2 separate regions of the Danio rerio genome follow, and region 1 is linked to region 2. The links are chromatin contacts, called in public Hi-C maps. All regions are on one chromosome and are shown on one strand. Each heading gives the region's core, a stretch centred on a gene start, on an enhancer-like site or on the middle of the called end of the contact. The rest is flanking DNA. Distances are from core to core; before and after follow the strand shown.

Region 1 (3,427 bases), core at 733-3,232, 120 kb before region 2:
TACAATGGTAATTAAAAGCATCTAATGAAAATGTTACGTTTTCACAAGCTCTACAGTTTAACACTTCGGTCATGTAACATTTATTTATTTATAATAATAATAATAATAATTTCTTAATTTTATATAGCACTTTTCTGGACACTCAAAGCACATTACACATTGGGGAAAATCTCCTCATGCACCACCAGTGTGCTGCATCCACCTGGATGACAAAACAGCAGCCATATTGTGCCAGACCACACACCAGCTGATTGATGTGACTGAGTGTTGAAGCCAGTTGTGATATGGGGATGGACAGAGGCAAGTAGGCAAATTTGGCCAGGATGCCACTCTTTTATTGAATAACATCCTGGGATTTTTAACAACCACAGAAAGTCAGGACCTTGGTTGAATATCTCATCCGAGAGACTGCTTGCCTCACTAATACCACTTTCAGGAGCAACCTAGCTTTCCCATGTGGTCTCCCATCCAGGTACTGAACAGGCGCAGCCCTGCTTTGCTTCAGTGAGCAACCATGTGAGAGTTGCAGAGAGCTATAGCTGCCGGCAGCTAACAATTCTTTTATAGCAGGCTGCATTAAAGCAGGGGTGCCCAAACTTTTTCTTATGAAGGGCCAAAATCCAAGCTTGATTGAGAGCTGTGGGCCAAAAGTAAATAGGTAATTTCCTAATTTATTTCATAAAATCTATAGATAAATAGAAATGAAATACTTCAAATGTATTTTCTATTCATTTATTCATTCATTCATTCATTTTTCTTCAGCTTAGTACCTTTATTCAGAGGTTGGCACAACAGAATAAGCTATCAACTTTTCGAGCATATGTTTTACACAGCGGATGCCCTTGCAGTCGCAACTCAGTATTGGGAAACACCATACACACATTTACACTCATACACTACTGCCAATTTAGTTTATTCAATTTACAGCATGTGTTTGGACTAGGCATGGGCTGGTATAAGATTCTGATAGTATGATAACCTTAGATATAATTATCATGGTTTCACGGTATAACCGTATTGTGATTACTGCTCTAAAATATTATTATTATTTTTAAATGACTGGGTAAAAAAAAAATCCCCTTTGAAAACAATATATTTTGTATTTTGAAAGATTTATGATATTTTGGAACAGTGAACATGTAAATCTAAATAACTCAAATCAATCATTGACTTCTGCTGTCTTCAAAAACACAGATTTCATTACTATATAAATGGCGTATTTGGATATTTTTTTCTGCTGTAGATTCTGTTGTCCTAAAAAACAAACAAAAAATGTAAATAAAAAATCATACATATGCCTTTGGAACTGTATCACAGAAAATTTTGGCGGTTTTAAAACCTTGACTTTTCCAAACAGCGGTATACCTTGAAAACGGTTATTATCCCATGTCTAGATTGGACTGTGGGGGAAACCGGAGCACCTGGAGGAAACCCACACGAACACAGGGAGAACATGCAAACTCCACACTGAAATGTCAACTAGCCCAGCTAGGACTTGAACCAGCGACTTTCCTGCTGTGATGCGACAGTGCTAACCACTGAACCACCTTGTCGCCCCCTTATTTAATAAATTTTTTAAATGTGTATATTGTTAACTAATCACAATTTTGTTAACTAATCACAATAAAACTTAAAAAAAAAAAATTTACCACTCCAAACAATGGAGTTCAATGCCAAAATATAGTAGTCATGCTGAACCTGCCTTTATCTTGATTTGCACACTGTTGTCTTCTGCTTTGTCCCCTATTCGTTAAGTGACAGTATGTACATTTAAAAAAACATTTAATGGAAACATTTAATTTTAGTTTGCTTTTTTGTAGCTCAACAATAGAACAAATAAACAAACAAAAGGTTCATTAAAATAGAAATGACAAACTCTGTTAAGACATGTTAGAAGGCATTCCCCAACCCATCCTATTCATTTTCCATCTGGCGAGCCAAATCAAAGGATACAAAGGGCCAACTTTGGCCCGCAGGCCAGTTTGGGCATCTCTGCTTTAAAGCAAGACATTTTTAATGCTTTCACTTGGAATTGTATTTTCTACTAAAGCATTGTTTTTATATACTCATGGACATTTGACAGACTTAACAGAAGACATTTAAAAGGTTAAATGAACCTATTGCATCATCACCATGGTGAGCCAATAGTAGTTTGGAAGTGTTTATGAGCTGAAGTAACTTTTCTGGGAAGTTGACAAGCTGATTCCTGTTTTGGCTGAAATGACATCATACTCATAAGCTTTGGTGCCATTTCTGTAAATGACACAACTGCACATTTGATCCAGTACTGCTCAGTGATGAAATGTATGATGCATTTCCTCGTGGAGGGCAATTTTTTATTGTATACTAATCATAAATAATTATGGTTGCTACATATATATATATATATATATATATATATATATATATATATATATATATATATATATATATATATATATATATATATCAGTTCCCTTAAACTGTTTGAGTTACCTTAACTTTTTGGGTTTTACAGTATATATATATATATATATATATATATATATATATATATATATATATATATATATATATATATATATATATATATATATATATATATATATATATATAAATATATATATATATATATATATACTGTAAAACCCAAAAAGTTAAGGTAACTCAAACCGTTTAAGGGAACTGATTGCAACAAACCATTTAAGTTCAAAAACTAATCCTAATTACTTAAGTACCGTAAACTTAATCCATTTGAGTAAGAAGCAATTTGAGCACTATAAAACCCAATAAATGGAGAACTCAAACCAACTTAGAAGTGTAAAACCAATAAAGGCAACTCAAACCGTTTGAGAAAACCGATTGCTACTAACCATTTGAGTTAAAAAATGAATCTATATGAGTACTGGGAACTCACTCCATTTAAGTTGAAGTAATGAGGTATGAGGTAACATATTACCTTCAACACTGAGATCAAAAGTCTTTAAATTAGTAAAATTAACTTTCAGTAAATTTTGAGTTAACTACACTCATTTCATTTGATACAGTTGACTAAAGTAACAACTAAAGTTGTACAGTATATATACACATATATATATATATATATATATATATATATATATATATATAAATATATATATATATATATATATATATATATATATATATATATATATATATATATGTGTGTGTGTGTGTGTGTGTGTGTGTGTGTGTGTGTGTGTGTGTGTGTGTATTAACAGTGTAGTGTATTATAACAGTGTATTAACAGTGTATAACTTCTGCTACCCACAAATCAGGTAATCAGCTAGACCTTATTTACACATGACATTGCTTCACTGATCAAACACTAGTAACTCCACTACAAATATCGGATCATTTCCTTCTGTTCCTCAACATCTACATTACTCCTGAGCCGCCACACACTCCAACACTGGTTGCCTTTCGC
Region 2 (3,307 bases), core at 787-3,286:
TCATTAACACTTTGATCCTTAATCTTACCTGAAACCTAAACCCAACTTTTACTTTAAAAACTATTAATATACAGCTAATTAGTAGTTCATTAAGCTTATAGTGTTATTTAAGGGTTTGTTAATAGCGTGAATTGTGACCTAAACTAAAGTGTTTCCGATACTTTTAATGTTTTTGAAAGAAGTCACTTACACGCACAATAAATCTGCATTTATACAATTAAAAATAAAGTTACTCTAAAATATTATTACAATTTCAAATAAGTCTTTGGTAACACTTTAGTTTAGGTCACAATATATGCTGTTAACTACTGGCTTATTACTTGCCTATTATGAAGATATTAACTGTTCATTAACACTTTGATCCTTAATCTTACCCAAAACCTTAACCCAACTTCTACTTTACTAACTATTAATAAACAGCCAATTAGTATTTTATTAATCTAATAGTGTTAGTTAATGGCTTGTTAGTAGTGTGAATTGTGACATAAACTAAAGTGTTTGCTTATTTAAAAATATTTTTATCTGTATTTTTCCAAATTAATTTCAAAAAGAAGAAATATTAGTCAAATGACCATGCTGTGAACATTTGTTTAAAAACTGATAGATTTTTTTTTCAAGATTATTTAATGCAAATGAGTGTACATTTCCTGGAGAAAAAAAATGAAAAAAATTAAGAGAAACACTTTGCAATGATAGTTTGTTATTAGGACCTATGTTTGTTTATAAAATATTAGGCATTGACCTATGATTCTGACGGTATGATAACCTTGAATAAAAATATCACAGTTTCATGGTATTTTTATTACTGCTCTAAAATATATTCTTTTAAATGTCTGGGTAAAAAAATACTTTTTTTTTCTCTTGAACGCAATATATTTTATTTTAAGAAACATTTAAAATATTTTGGTACAGTAAACATGTCAGGCTAAATAATTCAAAGCAATCATTGACTTCTGCTGTCATCATTAGTTTCAAAAACACTGATTTCTTTATCATTTTAAACAGCATCTTAGGATATCTTTTCTGCTGGAAATACTTTAGTCCTATAAAACAAAACAAAAAATAAATAAATAAATAAATAAAGTTTTTTATGTATATCAGAGGAATAATATAACAGAAAATGTTGGCGGTTTTAAAACCGAGGTATACAGTACCTTGACAACGGTTAGCGTCCTGTGCCTATTTTTTATTTTATTTTACTGAATAAATGAATAAATTCTTTAAAAAATAAAACAATAAAAATAATTTAAATCTTAATTTGAAACTATTTAGTGTAAAAATGTCAGTGTATTATTAAAATCTACATTTAATTTTGCAGAATAAAACATTTTTTAATAAAGTTAAATAAAATATATCTCTTTCTGATTCTTAAACCTTTGAACAGTATTACTGCATTATTAAAAGTACACTCGTTAATCATACAAATGTATTATTTAAGTACACTTCCAGCCATCCCAGTGGACACCTTGATGTAAACAAAAACATCAGAATGAAAGCGTTTAAAATGCTAATCAATTTGATGACAATTAACTACCTTTATATCAAATTGACATACAACTCTGGTGTCCAAAATCTTTTTGACCGTAATGTAAGATGTTAATTTGATATCATTTTTGACATAAAAGTTACATAAATTGTAGAGATACAAAATGCAGTGTAATTTTAGAACTTGGGCTTCAAGCTTTCAGATAAAGAATAAACAACTCTCTCATGTCATAATACTTTTATGTCATTATTTTGTTGGTCAAAAGGCCATCAATGTGTGGATGTTAAGTAGACGCCAAGATTTTGACATCAAATTGATTTGCATTTTGTCAAGTTTTTTTGTCATTTTTACATCAAGGTACCCACTGGTATAAAAAAAAAAATCTCTCAGAATGCCGTTCTATTTGAATTTAGATCCAAATATTCAGAACAATTTCAGGAATGAACCGAATTCGACAACTCAATTTCAAAGGCGTTCTCATTTGGCTACAGAATAGCCTGCAACCCAGTTCAGCCCTTGACATGAAGTCTCCAGTTACAAGCTTCGTCATGGGGAAACGCGTGAAGATGCTGTAAACAAAAGGCAGTGAAGTACGGAGGAGCAGGACCGAGCGGGACACAGCGCTTTGTAAACACACGGCCTTCAGCTGTTTCTCTCTCACGAGACACTTTGTTTACTTGAAATGTTCTCAAGCAGTTTGTTTACTCTTGTCTTCATAAAGCTTCAAGCTACTCCGCGCGTCTTCTCCAGAGAAAAAAAATCCACTACACATTTTTCTCGTTCCGTGTTTATAGTCTGTGTGTGCTTCATTTCATGTTTCACGGCAGATTTTCATGCTTGTACTGTATGTGCAATCCGGCTGTATTTTCATATATGACGAAACGTTTCGTAATCTCACTTCTGCTGCTCTCAATTCCATCACTGATGACCGACGGGCACTATCGCCCAACGCTTGCGCAACTTAAATGTTGCTTCAAACGTAGTCGATTCTCCCTCTCAGTAAACAGTAGTTAATGGAGACTGACTTATTTTTTGTTTTTGTTTTGTTTTTTTTTTTGTGTTGGCAGTGCCAGCGGTATGGATGCGTTGAAGATTGAAGAGATGGAGAAGATGTTGAAGGAGGCGCAGCTGGAAAAAGCTCGGCTCATAGAGTCTAGAGTGAGTTGCAGTTGTCGATATGAAGTCGATATGGTAACAATATCCATCTGGGTGCATGTTTAATGAGTGTGTTCTGGGCGGCAGGAGCGAGAGACTCAGAGCCGTAAACTGATGCTGGAGGAGGAGCGGAGGAGGAGAGAGGAGGCCGAGAAGAGGCTGCAGGAGGAGACGCTGCACAGACAGCAGCTCATCGAGAAGGAGGTCAAGATGAGGGCCAGAAACTTCTCTCAGGTGAGCAGTCAAAGATCAGCGACGGGCCGGACGTCCGACTGATTTAATATGGACTGCTGTTTTATGCTGTTAAGTGTATTTAATTTAATCAAATTTTATTTTATTTTATTTTATTTGTATTTTTTATTTTATTTAGTTTTATTATTTTATTTAGTTTTATATTAATTTAATTTTGTTTAGTTTTTGTTTTATTTGGTTTTACTTTTTAAATTAAATTTTGATTTGATTAGATTTTTGCACTTGATTCTGATATATATCTAATATATATATATATATATATATATATATATATATATATATATATATAAAAGAAATAATTAATTTTAAAGACTTTTTGATTTAAAATAATTACTCAATAAAGCGAAATAACGTTTCTTAATTCCATTAGTAATTCAATTATATGACATTTGTAAATTTTTTACATTTATATTT

What was found. Hi-C and Micro-C count contacts between places; a contact is called where the count stands out from the background.
Region 1: a contact with region 2 is called in a Hi-C map of embryo, with 3 times the contacts expected there. The contact joins two enhancer-like sites. A contact is called at or near these places in 6 of 18 Hi-C or Micro-C datasets (caudal fin, embryo, gastrula embryo and 2 more) and 1 of 4 datasets of contacts at active chromatin or transcription factors (caudal fin).

What each region holds. Positions count from the first base shown.
Region 1 is chr15:20,522,061-20,525,487 of GRCz12tu, reverse strand. The region is part of intron 1 of phldb1b (pleckstrin homology-like domain, family B, member 1b); the gene reads left to right. Among named protein-coding and RNA genes, the nearest start is that of phldb1b, 11 kb to the left of the region's middle. Within about 2 kb of position 1,982, at least 3 of the 62 cell types and tissues checked have an H3K27ac peak or open chromatin away from gene starts, as enhancers often do.
Region 2 is chr15:20,398,695-20,402,001 of GRCz12tu, reverse strand. It overlaps phldb1b (pleckstrin homology-like domain, family B, member 1b), which reads left to right. Exons shown (of 20, transcript XM_073923547.1): 16 at 2,554-2,644; 17 at 2,729-2,875. Among named protein-coding and RNA genes, the nearest start is that of atf5b, 91 kb to the right of the region's middle. Within about 2 kb of position 2,036, at least 3 of the 62 cell types and tissues checked have an H3K27ac peak or open chromatin away from gene starts, as enhancers often do.